Linked DNA regions of Mus musculus: all the other regions are linked to region 4. Evidence: chromatin contacts called from public Hi-C, HiChIP or PLAC-seq and promoter capture Hi-C data. All regions are on one chromosome and are shown on one strand. Each heading gives the region's core, a stretch centred on a gene start, on an enhancer-like site or on the middle of the called end of the contact. The rest is flanking DNA. Distances are from core to core; before and after follow the strand shown.

Region 1 (2,700 bases), core at 23-2,522, 280 kb before region 4:
ATCCCAAACTTGGAATGCAACCTATAGGATATGCAAATAGTTCTGGACAGCATCACTCACACATCCTGTAATGAATAGGTACCAGGAAAAGGGATGACCTCATACAGAGATCCAGGAACAGGACTATCACTAGAACTGTGCCTCTCTGCTTCTCATTTTGCATCAGTGACATATCTGGGCTTTACTTCCATCAGCTGCAGCAGTCTTCAACAAAGACTCATGGTCAAAGAATTCTTGAGATCGGAGATGAATGGATTTGTTCATTTGAATGTGAGGATCATTATCAGGTATATATGTATATAAAGTCATTATGTATACCTTGAACATCCATGACCTATGGCTTGAATATGTACAATTTGTTAATTGAATATTTAAACAAAAGAAAGAAAGATAACATAAGCTTTGCAATGTCAAAGGGACTGTCAAATAAGGTAATTGCAAGCCAATGGGTGGGGTACAGGAAGTATCCAGAATCTCAGGTAGGCTGCATTATACAAAATCTATTGCCATTTTCTGTCCTTTATAAGAAGCTTTCTAGGACCCAAACCTATGTCAGTCTCACTTAAGTACCGCCAATGATGTGGCTTTCTCTCCTGTGGCAACAGAACCCCACTGTGGGCTCCAGAACAAGGGGTGTATGGAAATGGCCACTCTCTGGGAGGGGCACCATAGTGCTCTGGTGTTATCTTCAGTCTCAACATGATTTCCTCAGTCAACAGCAGTGGGCTAGGTTCTTCCTTCGCTACCCAACTTTTGTGATCATTTGCTCGAGGACTCCCAAGGCAAGTCAACTGATATCTCTCTACCTCACCTTCAACTATAGTTGCATAAATGCAGTCTAAGTTCCATCCCCTTTCACAGCTCTCTATCACATCCTAATTTTTATTGAGCAACATTGGAATGTATCTGTGAGATACAATATGAGAGATCTTGACACAGCTGTACCATGTGTAAGAACGTCTCTAACTTTGTGGAGCTTCAGTGAAGTTCCACTCTCCCTGTGTTCTCTGGTCCTTATAAGCTTTGACTTTTCATGAGTGGCCAGACACATTCTGGCATCTAGGTTTTGCACTTCATGTTCTTTCCTCCCTGATTCACACATAATTTGCCTCTTCATTTTCTTTGGATCAGATTTACAGCTATTTGGTAAAGAGAACTTCCTGGACTTGTTCCCTTTCTTTCTCTCTTCTGTTTTTCTCTCAGATCACTGCGAGTGCCTGACATTGCATCTGCAACTGCCATGGCTAATTGTGCTCTTATCTCTGCTCTACAACAATGTGCATTCTTGTAGATATTGCCTGTGTCCTGTTCTTCTCATTCCCTTGCTATTCAACAGAGCACTGAGTAAATATTAATGGAGTGAGTGAGTAAGGGAAATGCAACCGTCAAGGTATAAAACAAACAAACAAACAAGCTCAAAGAAAGTGTAAATACAAAACTTGTTAAGTTTGTAGTGGTTAGGCTGTGAGTTTCTTCTTCATTTGCTTTCCCCTTATTTCCAAGATGTTGGGATTCATAGTAGATATTTTTTATACTCTTGTAGGAGGGCCCAGACCTTGGTAGGAACATGGACCTTAGCAAAACTGACTCCATGATGGAAGTGCCATTCAGGCTGTAAAACTCACTATGTAGATAGTAGTACATCCCCCAAATGAAAACAAAGACCTAATAAGTCAAAGTCCATAGTGCTGAGAAAGTCTCTACATGGAATATCACTGCCTTTAGGCTCCTGTAATTCAGTCTAGCTATTCTTGTTAACTGAAGCACATCAACTCAGGACAAGATTTTTGTGCTTTAAACCTCACCCTGATAAAGACTTGGGGATACACTGGGATCCTGAACCCCAGTGTAGTCATCTGGCTAATAGAGATTTTCTATTGGCTTAAATCCATGTCTGAGCAGTCTTTTCAGGTGAACACACCAAACATTTTTAGTTCTTAAGGTCAACTGTATCTTCATATTTATTACCAATCCACATTAGCCTTCCCTGCTTCTATAACTCTGGGAAAGACTGAGTACCAGCATATATGGTGTCTGCTTAAGATGGGCCCCATGTAAAGCTACTCCAGGTTACGGGGGACTCTTACAAATGGTCTGCTCTGTTGCAGTGGACCGTGCTATTTTACCAGTGAGATGGGGCTGTTTTATGAATAAAAGTTGATGCTTAGGTGGGCAATGTGCTTTCTTTCAATTAACATAGAGAATTTTATTGTATGGGTCTTCCTTTTTCCCAAAATGGCCCAACAATTTCAGACCAGTGTGACAATTCTGGCTTGGAATTTGCTTATTGCATTTTGTTGATGTTAAAGATGGGCACCAGGAATGGAGAAACTGGGATTTTCTGGATTCTATAGAAACAGTTCTTCTGGACTATTCCACTAAATGTTATTTTATGTGTCTTGAAGGGTTTCTACTGACTTCCTAAAAAAAAGAAAACCAAAACACAAGTTCAGATATGAAAAGAAGACCAAATAGATAGATTAGTCAACAAAGCACTGGCCACAAAAACATGAGAAGTCCAGTTGGATCCCCAAACCCACGTGACTAGAAGCTGAGCCAGTGACACAGCCTTGAAATCCTAGTGTTGGGAAGGCAGAGACAAATTTTTGGGGCTTTCCAGGCAGCTAGTCTAGTCTACTTGGGAGTTGCAGGTGAAATAAATAGATACAAACTTAGATGGTACTTGAGGTTGGTTTTTGA
Region 2 (2,700 bases), core at 26-2,525, 310 kb before region 4:
GCCGGGCAGACCCCCGTGCTCTCACCAGGAAGGTGGCCGGCTATCTCGTGATTATTTTATTATTCAGGATTTGACTGGACCTCTTCCTTTTTATAGAAGAAATTTCCAGGTCGTATAAAGACAAGACGGTAGAATGTAAGAACCAAAGTCCTAAGCTTTATAGAGTATCATGATTCTCCTACCTAATGTATAAACACCCCTGGGCATGTTACGTACATGTATTTAGCTTTAGTTTTTTCATCCATGGCTAGAAAGTAACAACAGAATCTGTCTGATGGAGTAATATGAAAATCAAAGAAGACTAGAGTTGTTAGGCACTTCAGTTAGTGAACAAGATGAGCATAGAATAAATATAATGTGTCTATTACTAATAATACCATGATGTCTTATTGTGAATTCATCACACATCATACAACGTAATTTGCTTTCAAGTTGTCTTAATCCACACAATAGAGCTGCTGGTGGTCTTACTGAAGAAGAAACTCCTAATTGCAAGCAAAATTTGTTGTAATTCAACACAACGTCCTTGTCCTTTGACTAAAATGTGGGTAATGTTTTATTTTGGTGAAGGAAGTACTAGCAATATTTAGCTTTAGAGTCATGCTGTCAACTTTCTCAGAAGGATAGCCTGAAGACTATCCGTGGTGTTGAAGTGAGGTTCTATTCCTTCTAAGCTTCCCTGCTGCACCTTGTATCTGAGTTGTGAATCTGGGAGTAGAGATCTATGGTCAGGATGAGATGTCTACCAGACCCATCGTCTATGTGATGTAAGTTACAGCCACAGAAATCTGAAAAGTGGAGAATTTATGGCATCATGGATATTTACATGTCAGAAGAATCTGCAATAGTTCTAAACTAGAGCCAATGACTGATTTCATGACAGCCTTATTCTAAGAGGGTGAGTTTGCCAAGCCTTTCAGGAACACCATCTGTTTACTCTTTATAATGCAAAGGTAAGGACTGGTATCAGCTCCTCTTCTCTAGTTGTGGAAACTGAAGCTTAAAGGGATGGAAGAAATCCTTAAGATTGCACACAGTTAGTATCAGTCCAGCCAGGTTGGTCTTACACCAAATTCCTTGCTCTCAATCACGTTATTTTCACCCCATTTGTTTCATGAAGAAGAAAAAAATCCCTGATTTTTGATCACAGACTATAGACCCCAACCCTCCTCTCTTCTGCCCTTAAGCAGTCCCTCCTGCTTGCCTCATGGTGAGGCCAACTTTGATCCCAAGATACTTCAGAAGCCTAGCTTGTAATCCAGCTGTCTTGTCACTCCACGAGGAATGCCAAGCTGACCACGGGTATTCTAGTCAGACAGAGCCCAGAAGCATGCCTCTGGACCTGGGAAAGGAAACATTGCATGCTTGCATATTTTTGTTGGAAAAGAGGCAGGCTGCTCCTTTCAAACAAATCCAAGAGCCCTTCTTAGTAGACAAGGCTCATTGTAAAGCTGTGACCTTGAACTAAGACAAAATAGTCTGCTTAAAGGAATGCTATTTTAGTACTTTGACCTTAATGATCTGCTAAATTAGTATCTAGGTCAAGAAACAGGGAGTTAGGGGATATGAGTATCTGACATGATTTATTTGTGTGTCAACTGGGAAAAGGCAGACTGTTTAATCTAAAGCTTTGCTTTCCTTTCAACACTAAGTGACAAGGGACGGTGGGAAAAGCTGTTTCATCTGGTTGCAAATGGATTTGCTTTAGACAACCCAAAAATGGCACCAGGATGAAGGCAGCATCCCTGATAACGAATAGGATAAAGTGGTACTACATGAGAAGGATTGGGCATTTGGCGTGTTTGTTTTCTTGGATAGTTGCTAGAGATTTGATGAGAAGAATGATGAGATTTGGTTTGTAGGGCATGACTTTTATACAGCAATGTGAATCACATGCATTTTAGTTTTCAGATTCACTGACTGGTCTTAAGATAATGCTGTGCAAAATAAAACAATTAGGCATGTTAAAAACAAAATCAGCAGAAGGAAAAATGCTTTTTAAATTATCTTATACGAATCCATAGATATGAACTTAATAATGAATGAAAGTGGAAATAAGAGTCACCTTGTTTTGAAATCACACACGGTGTGAGACTGTACTCACATTTGTTCAGGGCATCCGATTTCAATCCACTCACAGTTTCTGCAGTCATCGAGCCCCAGAGGTGAGAGCAGATTCAGAGATCAGTCTCTAAATATCCCTTCTCAGAGGTGCTGCCTGTGAGTGACAGAGAGAAAAAGAATAACACTGCCAGGTCAGGGGAGGCAGTGCCAACCACCCAGGACAAAACAGAATAGAGCTACAAGGCGGTGGTCAGAGAGGCTGCACCTGGGTGAAAGGAGCATTTGTGTCTGTTTAGTAAAAGTTTCAAGGATAGCTGTAACCAAACATGAAGTGCCTGAATTGAGGAGACAGAATTGAAGAGGGCGGAGAAAAAAAAAATCATTTAGGACACTGATTCTCAACCTGTGAGTCGTGACCCCTTGAGAGGTAACATATCAAATATCCTGTATATTTGGATATGATTATTAGATTATGATATTATTAGATATTATTATGATTCAAAACAGTAGAAAATTACAGTTATGAAGTAACAAAATAATTTTATGTTTGGGGCCACTACAACATGATATTAAAGGGTCACAGCATTAAGGAAGGCTGAGAACCGCCATTCTGGGAAGTTCTAGTTTGAACATTTC
Region 3 (2,700 bases), core at 17-2,516, 320 kb before region 4:
AGACTGAGACAGAAATCAGCAGGGAAAGTGGGATCTTTTCAAGTGAGGATAGTGCCCTGTTAAGATGTGAATAAAGGCTTGACTGCAAGCTCTGTTCCCTTACGTGTGAGCATGTGACAGGAAGAAAACAGCCAAGAACAGAATTTTCAGTAGGTACAGCATGTGCTGGCACCTTGATCTTGTATTTCCCTGTCTCTAGAACTATGAGAAATAAATGTTTATTGTTTAAGCCACCTACTCTATGTAATGTTATGGCACCACGAACTAAGTCAGAAGTCATCTCAGAAGCTGTCTACTGTAATGTTTCTATTGTATAGAGGGTCAGTGGGAGCACATGTATAAGGACAATAGTGTTATGCACTATAAACAATGAACAATAAAGAAGATAGATAGATAGATAGATAGATAGATAGTGTGTGTGTGTGTGCATGTGTGCATTATACATGAGAAGACATGTTTTTGTTAAAGCATACAATGGTCTTGTGGTGTCTCCAGGGAGTGTTGGTGCCAGGGGAATCTATGAGCACCTAGACTTTATTATTGCTGTCTCCTACAGCACAATCTATTGGCTGAATCAGAGATAATGGGGTCTCTGATATAGTCAAAACAGTTTGGCCTCTAGAACATGGAGCATCATGGAAAAAGCAGAGAAATGAGTTGGAGAGACGGAGGATAGCATATAACACAAGGGAACTTAAAAGGAAAATCATATTCATAGTAGACAGGAATAAACAGACTTGAATGAATAGGCGTTGCTCAGAACAACTTAAGTGGAGGAGCTTGCTGATAGAGGAGAGTATATAATTTCAAAAACAGGCTTTCATATAATTGCTCCTCTGGAAGATCCTTAAACACTGGAAACACATATCCACCTCCATAAAATGATTTGAGGAAAAAAAAAGTGTCCCGATGAAAGGAATGTGAGTGGCTAGGACGGCTTTGAAGGGCCCTTGTAATTTGAGGATTCAGTGTTCCAGGAGCCATGGAAATCAGGGAACAGGACCTCCTGCAAAATATTCACAACTCTTTGAAATGGAAATTAGGCTGTTCCAATTTCAGAATCAAATTAAAGCAAGTATTCAGGGTGTTAGCAGGCAGCACTTGAGCCTGTTTGAAGCAGCCCAGGAGGGAGGGAAGCGTGCTTTTCCCCGGATGAAGCAGGATCTCATGCAGTCTGTTTCCATCTTTACTTTTAGCACCTGCTGGCTTGGAGTGGTGTCGCGCAAGCAATCAGACGGTGGGGTGGATGTGCCAAGAGCCTGACCTCCCCATGTCTGCTACCCCTCCCCCTACAACCCATGACAGCCTGTCCTGATATAGATGGGACCTGGGACTGGTTTAAAATGACAGGCTCAAGTTCTTTGAGGAAGCGAAGACTAATTCAAAGGAGCAGCCAGACAAGCGTCCTTTCTCTGCAGGAATAATTACTATCCCCCTTCACCATGGCCCACCTGGGAGCCCATTTTGCCTTTAGATCCCGTTGGCAGAAGACCGACGACGAACTCTGTCGTCATAGCATGTCCTTTATCCTTCACAAAGCCATTCGCAATGACTTCTTTCAGAGCTACCTCTACCTGCTGGAAAAAATTCCCCTGGGTAAGTGAGTCAGAGCTGGTAGAGGAGGGACAAGAAGGAACTTGATGAGTTGTGTGAAGTTATGGGAAGACTTGGAGAGACATAGGGCAGGGGGCTTTTCAGCTAAGGAGGACCCAGACCAGTGTCAGTGGGTGAAATGCTTCAGTGACATTCTTTTATGGAGAGGTGAAGATGGAGTGCCACCTGGCAAGGCTGAACTCTATTTCAGGGTTTTCATGGCCCCTTAGGCATAGTGACTTGCTGCTCTAGGGGGAAGCTGAGGGACTACAAGGTTTAGAGAAACTCAATTCTTGAGTTGTCAATGTTGTGTTTTGCTCAAGTTGTGAAGTTAGGTAACTCAGAGTTGAGACTATTAATGTCGTGTTAAGCAAAAATTGAAAACAGAGATTATGTGATGAGGGATCAAAATATGCTTGGGGCATGCATGAATGTGTAAGTGTGGTGGCGAAGGTGTGTGTGTGTGTGTGTGTGTGTGTGTGTGCGCAGTCTGTTCTGCTCTGTCACAAGTATCATCAGAGAACTAAAGAAAGCTGATTGTAGTTTGTATTTTTGATATCAAGGGATAGTAGTCTGCCTTCATTTTCGGTTTTTCCCCCAGTTTCAGGGAAATGGGACAAGAGAGCTTATCAGTGCTTGTAGAATGCTTTTTCAACCTGTGTGAAGGTTCAAACTTCAGGACCCTCTAACCAGCACTCAAGAGGAAACAACTTATGATTAAGCTGTGAAGTGCCCCCTTCCTGCCTCTTTGATTTATATTTTCTCCCAGTGAAAACAAGAATGCTGTTCTCAGCCTTGGTCTGTTTGCTTAAGGTTGGCTGAAAGCCCCATTGTGTACTTGCTTTGGTCCCAGTTTCCTGCTGTGGAAAGAACTACCTAGTGCTTAGCGTTACATTCAAGAGTCTGGATGTTAGCAGGCATCAAAGTCTTAGTTTATAAAATTACTTCTGAGAGGTTTTAAATTCTAGTCCTGTAGGTATGCTCATCTTATATTTACACAGTTTTCATATGAAAATATGTCCAGCTACACTACGTGTAAATATCACTCCTCTTCCCCTCATTTCCCTACATCTTCCCTACAATTTTATTTTCTAAGTGAAAGAAAGA
Region 4 (2,700 bases), core at 180-2,679:
GCATTTGACAAAAGTGAACTCCTTGAGGAAGGGCCAACAGAACAACAAATAGGAGATTTGGAATGTTGCAAGGGGGAAAGTATAATTTTATACAGATGTATTTTATTGGCTTTTATTATCTCTTGCTGGTGCCTTGATTTGCATTCACAAGCAAGGCAAAACCTTTTAAAATACCATAATTACTGACTCTATTAAGATTAGTGATAAATCTTGTCTTATAGAAAATGTATAAATAAAATGTAACAGAAAGCACACAAGTAGGTTTAAAATTGTTGTTGAGTCACTAGTAAATGGTTATTGTGTGCAGAGGGCAAGCTGAATCCACTACCAGATTGTGACTAATACATTCTATTCTGGAGTTAATGTATATCTGTTTACACATTTAGTCTATGTTCAAAACTTGAACGAAACTAATCCTTTTGGATGGTATTTTGCCTTTCAAATATATTGAAAATAAACTCATCTTTAAGATAAGCATGTGTGGCATCCTTGAATTTTGGAAAACCTGTTACATTTCAAAGTTCAAAGATTACAAGAAAGATGTCAAACTTTTTTCTGATACTTATATAACTGAACTGCTCATTTCAATTGCTGGTGTCATATTTTATTTTCCAGTATACTCCTTTACTTCAACTTGATTAAAAATATTGACTCTCGAGTCGAAAATTAATATTCTTTAAAAAAATTTTCAATGTAGCCAATGTAATGTTTTCAGTTGTTTTTAGTAAAAATAATGAAAAAAAGAAATGGTTTAAAAAACGCTGACCTACACATACATGGACAAGCTTTGCATCTTCTAATTTTCTAAACTCTGCTTAAAACGGAGAAATGGAAGCTCAAGAAGATAGCTTTAGACAAAAGAAAAAAAAATCACCATTTAGGACTTGAGTGTGGTGTGTTGAGGGACTTCTATAGGCAGGAGGAGACCAGCAAAATATCTTGGCATAAGGATTAGGTTCTTAGACTCATTCATCATAGAAACAAGAAATCGAAATCTGCTAGATGTTATTGTCTAGAAGTGAACTGGCCAATGCTTAAATCTCAACCCTACACCCTGTTTCTCCATGACTTAGAACCTACAAGCCAAGGATGCTCCGGTACCGCCCACCTCCCAGGCAATACAGGCTCCGCCCAGCTAGTCAGGCAGTTCCGACCTGTAGGCCTCCTCTGTCACTGCCGCTCTACCTGTTTTCCTCAACCCTTCCTCATATTCCCATAACCCCCACTTCCCCCCAAAGATATAAAGCAAGAAGAACTGGAACGTGTAGCAGAGGCCTGTGAGTGGAAGCGAAGGCCGTGCTTTTGTAGTCCACCGAGTCAGGCTTTCAGGCATCGCTCGGGGCAGCCCCACAGGTACCGGGTCCCTGAATGCAGAGGGAGGCCTAGCGCCACAGTTCGGCACGCTGATTGGCTGTTCGCCGCGCCACTGAAGGAACCCGGATGTGCCTGTGGAGCTGTGTTGGCAGTCTGCGCGCGGAGATTTGGGCACTCTTTGGGTGCCCAGGGCTAGGCGGATGGCTCAGGATTGGGCGGGCTTCTCTGAGGAAGAGCTGAGGAGACTAAAGCAGAATAAAGGTAAGGTGTACTTGCGCGCGGGTGTGGAGTCTCGAGTCTGAAGGACAGGAGGCCGTCTTAGTGGGCGAGGGGGCGTGGGGGCTGGAACTCCAAGTTGGGGGACAGGGGTGGTGGGATTCCCTAGGTGTCTTTGCTGCAGAGGCCAGAGGGACGGCCCAGGGGTTTCTCTTTTAGCATCTGTTTTCTGATGATTTGATGTTTTCCTGTAAAAAGGAATGAGGTTAGGAAGAGAAAGCGAAGCCACCACCTGAATGGCCCCTAAGGGAGGCTTTTAACCCAAACCAATGGTTGTAAACTTGGGTTCAGGGTGAATGAAGACTAATACTGCATATACAGCATCATAATTGTGAACTTATAAAACCAGATATTTGGGAAAGGTGTCATGAGAGTGAATCAACGCAGAAGAAGTGGTATTTATGATCCATCCGCATTGCCTTTACTTCTGGCTACCAGATGAGTTTGCATTTCTTTCCAGTTCTTGGGAGTCAGCAAACTAAAAGGACTTTTCGAGAGGTTAGATTTGAAGTGCGTGTGTGTATTTGTGTGTACATGCACAGTGCACTTACATGTCTGTCTCTTCTGCCTTCAGGGACAGTGGAAATCTGCTGCCCCGGATGGGGCGGGGGGCTTTCTGGAATAATTATAGATCACTGTATGGGCTTGCGATAACGCTGCTTCTGATTTATTAAGTTTTCCAGTACTTGGTAGGAAAGGATGTAAAATGCTCTTGACCTGTGATTGCAATTTCACAAAAATGTCTGTGGTAGGCTTGGAAATGCCCATCACTTCTGTGAGAACTTTGTGCCACTCTTGGCAACATTTTAAAAAGTACCTTAAGGATAAAATTAAATTCTTCCATGTCTATAGTTTGTGAGATATCTGGATATGTCTTGGGTACTTGGAATATTTAGCCTAGATATGTGAATTATCTAGGACTGACAGGTGCAGAAGGAAGTAAATTACTAACATGGGGTCAATGTGGGGAAGACTGGACTGGCTGATCTTTCTTAGTACTGTCATGGAATTATCATGTCAGATGTGTTCCAACTGATTCTGTCCAGCTGGCTGTTTTCAGGTTCTTTCCTTCTGTAACTCATTCTCCATTCATATACCTATATGTACAAA
Region 5 (2,700 bases), core at 166-2,665, 310 kb after region 4:
CGAGGCAAGCTATGAGGGCTGCCCGAGAACTGAAGAAGAAGCTGCTGAACAGTTTGAGCATATCCAGGGCAGGAAGAAAGCTGTGGCGGAGAGACGGAGAGGGAGGAGAGATGGGTGCTGTGGATGAAGGAAGAGAAAGGCTGTGAAGAACCAGGGAGGAGAACCTGCAGACTCTGGCCTCCGGAGCTCTGGGGAGCTCTCAGATGTACACACAGGTTGAGAGAGAGCTGTAACACTGGCTGCTGTCAAGGAATAAAGAATCCTAGTCAGCCCAACTGGAAGCTGCAATCCAGGCTCAGTCAACAGCTCAGAAATTCTGTTTCCTGGGTCCACAAAGGAGTTATTAGCACTTGTAAAGCTGATACATGCCTGGGGGTGGCTGCAGTATGCTTCCTGCTTCCACCACTCACTGCTGCCAAATGCTGAGAGATATGCCAACTACAAAAGATACTATGAAGGGTCTCCCTCTCCTTCCCTACCCATGTTTGCAGCTGAGAGGGAAAGAACTTCAGCCAGTTTGTTGGTGACCAGTCTACATGTACATAAGTGTATTAAGGAAACAGATGAAAATATTTGGTGTTATATATGCATACAAATGTCTGAAAATGTTAGATAACAGTAAGCTATTGAAAATGTTCAGACTGCATTTTCAGACACACAGCCAAGCTTTTCTAGAAGAGCGACCTCCGCTGGGAAAGGCCTCCCCTTGTTGTCTTTCTCTTCCTCTTCCAGAACTTCACTGGGGAGTCTTTGGTGGGGATGTAATGTATGAAAAACAAACAAACAAAGTCAAAACACAACTCATGCTTCACGGTGAAAATTATGTTAAAAATCAAAAGAAATGTTTGAAACAAAACAACATGATGCACAGTATAGAAAGTCCAAGTCATTGTTAATTCTCTCCCTTAACTCACCCTACTAATTCCACATTGAATGAATGAGTGAGTGAATGAATGAATGAATGAATGAATACTACTTAGTTTTCAGACAAGCAGTAAAAGTGGATCTGATCACCATATCACATCTTAGTTCTCCCTGTCTATGGAGATGCCAACTTTATGAGTCACTGCCACCAAGGGGCACTAGTTGACACTACACACAGAGTTCCTGGGAGAAGTTCTGTCAGACTTGAGGCTTGGAATTGTTGCCTCCATTATGACAATAGAGTTTTCCCTGCAGTCTAGTCCTTGAGTTTTGTGAGCATCTCTCATTATTTGTATGTTACAATCCGCTTCCGACCACCACACAAATAGGCACAGAAGGTGTGAAGCTATCGCCTGTGGGTTCTGGCCTGGAAGGAAGCCACTATCCTGTGTGTCATTAATTTGCCCATTAACATGATTCCCTTTCCCATGTCCCTTCTTGCCATTTACTAGGACGGCCCCCAAGTTTTATCTCGAGTGACACCTAGTGGTGCCATGTCATAAGAGAAATCTCTAGAAGATAATCTCTAAATTCTTTCAGCCCTTGAATTACACTGCAGCTCCCTGCTCCTCTCACAAACTCTAAAGGGTTACAACGCAAGCCTGGGCAGGATGGGCTGGGGTAGGAGGGAGCGGGAAGTTCCTTCAGCTGGCTGGAGCACAGAGACACACATTGCGGAGTTTTCGGAGGAAGACGCCAACAATTCACATTTTTCTCTTCTGTTTTAATTTATGATATATCTATCTATATATAAATATATATCAGAATGAAACCCGGAATGTGGCATTCCGTATTGCAAAGCCGTTTCAAAACCATCACTCAGCAGACCCAATGTGGTTCAGCAGTCATGTGTCTTATTCCTTTCCACTGATAGATCATAAAAAAAGTTGGACAAAGTCAAAAGAATTCCCAGAGAAGAGAGGGCTTCCATCCAATAAAACTTTCTTCTTAAATTTTACATGCAGAAAAGAATATAGCAAACATACATGTGTCAAGATTTTCTTCACTAAAAGGATGAAAATATTATGTTCAAAGTTGATCCCATTTTGTTTTTGTTCTTGTCTCTCAATCCAGCCACACTAGCATCCCTGATATTTATATTGTTTATTTTCTACTTCATTTTTGACAAAATAATTTATTCCATACGAAATGTATGATTTTGCACCCATATTATTTAGGACATATTTTCATTATATGCTATATATTATTATACACTACGATTCATCTTTTGGCTTAATAGCTATTTGTACTTAGATATATAATGTGAGTCCATTTCTTTTGCCTGCTGAGTTCTGCTGCAGAAAGAGATTGGTTAGTCTCTTGTAGAACATTTTCCCAGTAATGTTTTCCAATCAAAAACAATGTTATCCCCACCTCCCAGTGGCTAATTATTCCAGTTCTGTCCTTGTTTGGAACTATGGCTCCCTGGCATCATGCCCACTCTCATAGTTACAGGGACATTCTGCACTTATTCAGAACAGATATTTAATCCCTCTACACTCTAGTCCCTGGGGTACCAATAGGATCCATAGATGCTACTTTCCTTTGTCACTTTCTTTCTTTGTCATTTCTGGTGGCAGTGGTGACATTGGTCAGTCCCCAAGGTTTTGTGTAAACCTCGTGTTGGAAAATAACAAGGAAGCTAGAGCCTTTGAGGGGGATGATTAGAAGCCAAGGAGGCCCAGAGAGGCTAAAGATAGAGCAGGACCATGGTGTGCAACCCTCCCTACATGGGCAGGATTGGAAGATTTGAGCCACGTTAATAATGGAATGAAC
Region 6 (2,700 bases), core at 21-2,520, 470 kb before region 4:
GTAGTATTCCATTGTGTAAATGTACCACATTTTCTGTATCCATTCCTCTGTTGAGGGGCATCTGGGTTCTTTCCAGCTTCTGGCTATTATAAACAAGGCTGCTATGAACATAGTGGAGCATGTGTCCTTCTTACCGGTTGGGACATCTTCTGGATATATGCCCAGGAGAGGTATTGCGGGATCCTCCGGTAGTACTATGTCCAATTTTCTGAGGAACCGCCAGACTGATTTCCAGAGTGGTTGTACAAGCTTGCAATCCCACCAACAATGGAGGAGTGTTCCTCTTTCTCCACATCCTGAACAGCAGACTGAACTGCTATTTTTATTTAAATAATCTTTGGGCTGGCAAGATGGCTCAGTGGGTGAAAGGTGCTTGCAGCTAAGTTGGAAGACCTGAGTTGGATCTCTGCAATATATACAGTAGAAGGGTTCTGCACACTGTCTGTTGTCCTCTGACCTTTGCAAGTGCACTGCCACGAGTGCATGCTACACACATCCATGTACAAAAGAAATAAAATTAAAATAAGCATCCTCTGATCTCCAGATTGTATTCAGAGTAACTAATATGAGCTTTGAGCATCAGCATTGCACCCTACAAGTCTGATTCTACAACTGTGTAGTGACTGACACAGGACCACTGCTGAAAACACTGGGGAAAGTGAGAATGTGTGAGGAGGGAGGCCGCTCAACAGGAAACTGTTATCACCTAGGAAACAGAAATTATATTTTACAAAAGCTTCAGCAATATTTATAGAGTCCTGCTACCAAAACCACAGTCATGCTCAGCAGTGTTGGCATGAAAGGTGACCCTTGAGATTTCAGTTATGTTTCTCTGTTAGAACATCATGAATTAAGGTGATGAAGTTCTGGAGGTACACAGCCTAGCATCCCCAAATGAGTAGAGTCAAATATTAATAAACTCAACATATTAATATCAATTTCCTATGGCATCCCTCTGGGATTCCTAATGCTCTCACATGCCCAGTTTCCATCCTATAGCAGCAAACAGCTGTGAGAATTTCAGCACTTCGATCCCAGCTAGGACATAGCCAACTCCACCAAGCCTTTGTAGCATTCCTACAGGGAGACACTTCTCACTGCTGAACACTTTTCATGAGGCATGTATTGCTGGGCTCTGTCTTTAAGTTTTCATTCTATGCTGTATTTAAAGGAAAACATGCTTGTCTTTTATTTTTCCCTCGTCTCAGCTTCTGACATTACGATCTTAGGCACTCGGGTTCCATAAACTCTCATGTGTCACCAGAGACTTATGGTTTGATTTTGCATGGAATGTGCCATCCCTTTTGAAGTTCTACATCCCTTTGTTTACTGTTTAACCACTGAAGTATCCTGAAGGCTCACCCAGCCTATCATCAGGGTCTGGGCACTATCACGGGAGCTCTTGTCACTGGCTTCCGTCACACCTTGTATCTGATTAACACACTCTAGGATAACACAGAGCTACACAGATCTGCTTTGTGTCCTGGAGCAATTGATAGAAAACAGACTTCTCCCCTTCTTTAATCTGGCAGACCCCTAATTGAGACTGTAATATAGTTTATTTAATAAAAAATTTTTATACTAAATTAAAATAAGTCTAAAATAGCCCAGTTTTTTAAGGCTAAGAAGCTCCAAAAAGGGGAGGCTTTTTATAGCTTAAAAATATTTTCTTGAAAATACACATATATATATATATTTCAAATAAACATACATTTAATAAAGTTGTTGGCTTTTATGTATACACTACCTCTTTCTTAACATGACCGTTCCTAGTGTGGGCCTTTACATAGTCTCAACTGAGGAAAATGTTAAAGCAGACTTTTCGGTATGACTATCTCCTCAGACAAACTTTTTAAAAAGTAATGATGAGACTAACCTGTATAAATAGTTTTTAAAATATGCCACTATAGACCTTATAGTAAAATATATAATTACATAAAATTTATTTAATTAAGCAATCATGAATTATCATGTTTATACTTTGTTTGGGTTTCAAGTCCAACTATGGTCAATTGAATCAAAATAAAGCAAGACATGTAAGAATCAGTAAAGGAGATACACAAAAACATTCATGCATATGTATTTTTTTTAATTTTTAACAAGCTGGAAAAAATAGTCTAAATTCCATGTGATCCAAAAATGAACTACAGAAGAAGGCCAAACAAACTTGGCATTAAGTATAAATTTCATTTTATAGAATTAAGACAAAATTCTAAAATGTACTTAAACTGATGAATTAAATCTTAGTATGCTCATAATGAGGAGCCAGCTGTAGCTGTTTGGCAAGATGATTTTACAGATTCTACCAACAATTCACTTGGAAAATCTCTGTGCTGTGTCTACACCCACAGTAAAAGTGAGCGCTGGGCTGGAGAGCTGCCGTGGTGGGTAAGGGCTCACTCCTTCAGTGTGAGAAGCCAACTACAGATTTGCAGAGCCGAAAGAAAGCTGGGTGCCACTGCATGCCTCTGTGCTTCCAGCACTCCCACAGCAAGGTGGGAGCACACACAGGACAATAACCACAGCAAGGTGGGAGCACACACAGGACAATAACCAGAGCAAGGTGGGAGCACACACAGGACAATAACCAGAGCAAGGTGGGAGCACACACAGGACAATAACCAGAGCTCACCAGCTAGCTAGTGTGGCGTGGGGCACAGTGAACAGAAATATCCTGTCTCAACTAAGGTAAAACGTGAC

What was found. Promoter capture Hi-C pulls out the DNA fragments that hold promoters and counts their contacts. A called contact is a pair of places that touch in the nucleus more often than the background predicts. HiChIP or PLAC-seq counts read pairs in DNA pulled down with a chosen protein or histone mark.
Region 1: a contact with region 4 is called in an H3K27ac HiChIP or PLAC-seq map of extraembryonic endoderm stem cells, with 3 times the contacts expected there. The contact joins the enhancer-like site here to the promoter of Gorab in region 4. A contact is called at or near these places in 7 of 39 promoter capture datasets (the 3T3-L1 cell line, 3T3-L1-derived adipocytes, cranial neural crest and 4 more), 2 of 15 datasets of contacts at CTCF or cohesin (both in the NIH/3T3 cell line), 1 of 484 Hi-C or Micro-C datasets (myocytes), 1 of 115 datasets of contacts at active chromatin or transcription factors (extraembryonic endoderm stem cells) and 1 of 9 other capture datasets (adipose tissue).
Region 2: a promoter capture Hi-C map of the 3T3-L1 cell line shows a contact between it and region 4, with 3 times the contacts expected there. The contact joins the enhancer-like site here to the promoter of Gorab in region 4. A contact is called at or near these places in 5 of 39 promoter capture datasets (the 3T3-L1 cell line, cranial neural crest, hippocampal neurons and 2 more), 1 of 15 datasets of contacts at CTCF or cohesin (the NIH/3T3 cell line), 1 of 484 Hi-C or Micro-C datasets (myocytes), 2 of 115 datasets of contacts at active chromatin or transcription factors (craniofacial prominence and stem cell-derived neural progenitor cells) and 1 of 9 other capture datasets (adipose tissue).
Region 3: a contact with region 4 is called in an H3K27ac HiChIP or PLAC-seq map of VIP interneurons, with 9 times the contacts expected there. The contact joins the promoter of Mettl11b here to the promoter of Gorab in region 4. A contact is called at or near these places in 15 of 39 promoter capture datasets (the 3T3-L1 cell line, 3T3-L1-derived adipocytes, the SN4741 cell line and 9 more), 3 of 484 Hi-C or Micro-C datasets (nephron progenitors and uterus), 5 of 115 datasets of contacts at active chromatin or transcription factors (VIP interneurons, craniofacial prominence, embryonic forebrain and 2 more) and 2 of 9 other capture datasets (adipose tissue and embryonic stem cells).
Region 5: a Hi-C map of the C2C12 cell line shows a contact between it and region 4, with 2.5 times the contacts expected there. The contact joins the enhancer-like site here to the promoter of Gorab in region 4. A contact is called at or near these places in 4 of 39 promoter capture datasets (the 3T3-L1 cell line, 3T3-L1-derived adipocytes and maxillary cranial neural crest) and 3 of 484 Hi-C or Micro-C datasets (the C2C12 cell line, embryonic fibroblasts and myocytes).
Region 6: a contact with region 4 is called in a promoter capture Hi-C map of cranial neural crest. The contact joins the enhancer-like site here to the promoter of Gorab in region 4. A contact is called at or near these places in 8 of 39 promoter capture datasets (the 3T3-L1 cell line, 3T3-L1-derived adipocytes, cranial neural crest and 4 more).

What each region holds. Positions count from the first base shown.
Region 1 is chr1:163,686,988-163,689,687 of GRCm38.p6, reverse strand. No RefSeq gene overlaps it. Among named protein-coding and RNA genes, the nearest start is that of Mettl11b, 37 kb to the left of the region's middle. Within about 2 kb of position 1,272, at least 2 of the 459 cell types and tissues checked have an H3K27ac peak or open chromatin away from gene starts, as enhancers often do. A contact at or near this core is called in extraembryonic endoderm stem cells, where this site is marked.
Region 2 is chr1:163,707,421-163,710,120 of GRCm38.p6, reverse strand. All of the region lies in intron 2 of Mettl11b (methyltransferase like 11B), which reads left to right. Among named protein-coding and RNA genes, the nearest start is that of Mettl11b, 16 kb to the left of the region's middle. Within about 2 kb of position 1,275, at least 8 of the 459 cell types and tissues checked have an H3K27ac peak or open chromatin away from gene starts, as enhancers often do. A contact at or near this core is called in myocytes, where this site is marked.
Region 3 is chr1:163,723,798-163,726,497 of GRCm38.p6, reverse strand. It overlaps Mettl11b (methyltransferase like 11B), which reads left to right and starts at 1,266. Exons shown (of 4, transcript NM_001143956.1): 1 at 1,266-1,596. The coding sequence starts at 1,443.
Region 4 is chr1:163,402,398-163,405,097 of GRCm38.p6, reverse strand. Gorab (golgin, RAB6-interacting) reads left to right here and starts at 1,429. Exons shown (of 5, transcript NM_178883.6): 1 at 1,429-1,575. The coding sequence starts at 1,515. It overlaps Gm24940 (a small nuclear RNA gene), which reads right to left; the gene lies at 2,696-2,700.
Region 5 is chr1:163,090,361-163,093,060 of GRCm38.p6, reverse strand. No RefSeq gene overlaps it. Among named protein-coding and RNA genes, the nearest start is that of Mroh9, 6.0 kb to the right of the region's middle. Within about 2 kb of position 1,415, at least 14 of the 459 cell types and tissues checked have an H3K27ac peak or open chromatin away from gene starts, as enhancers often do. A contact at or near this core is called in the C2C12 cell line and embryonic fibroblasts, where this site is marked.
Region 6 is chr1:163,873,036-163,875,735 of GRCm38.p6, reverse strand. All of the region lies in intron 17 of Kifap3 (kinesin-associated protein 3), which reads right to left. Among named protein-coding and RNA genes, the nearest start is that of Scyl3, 55 kb to the left of the region's middle. Within about 2 kb of position 1,270, at least 11 of the 459 cell types and tissues checked have an H3K27ac peak or open chromatin away from gene starts, as enhancers often do. A contact at or near this core is called in second pharyngeal arch cranial neural crest, where this site is marked.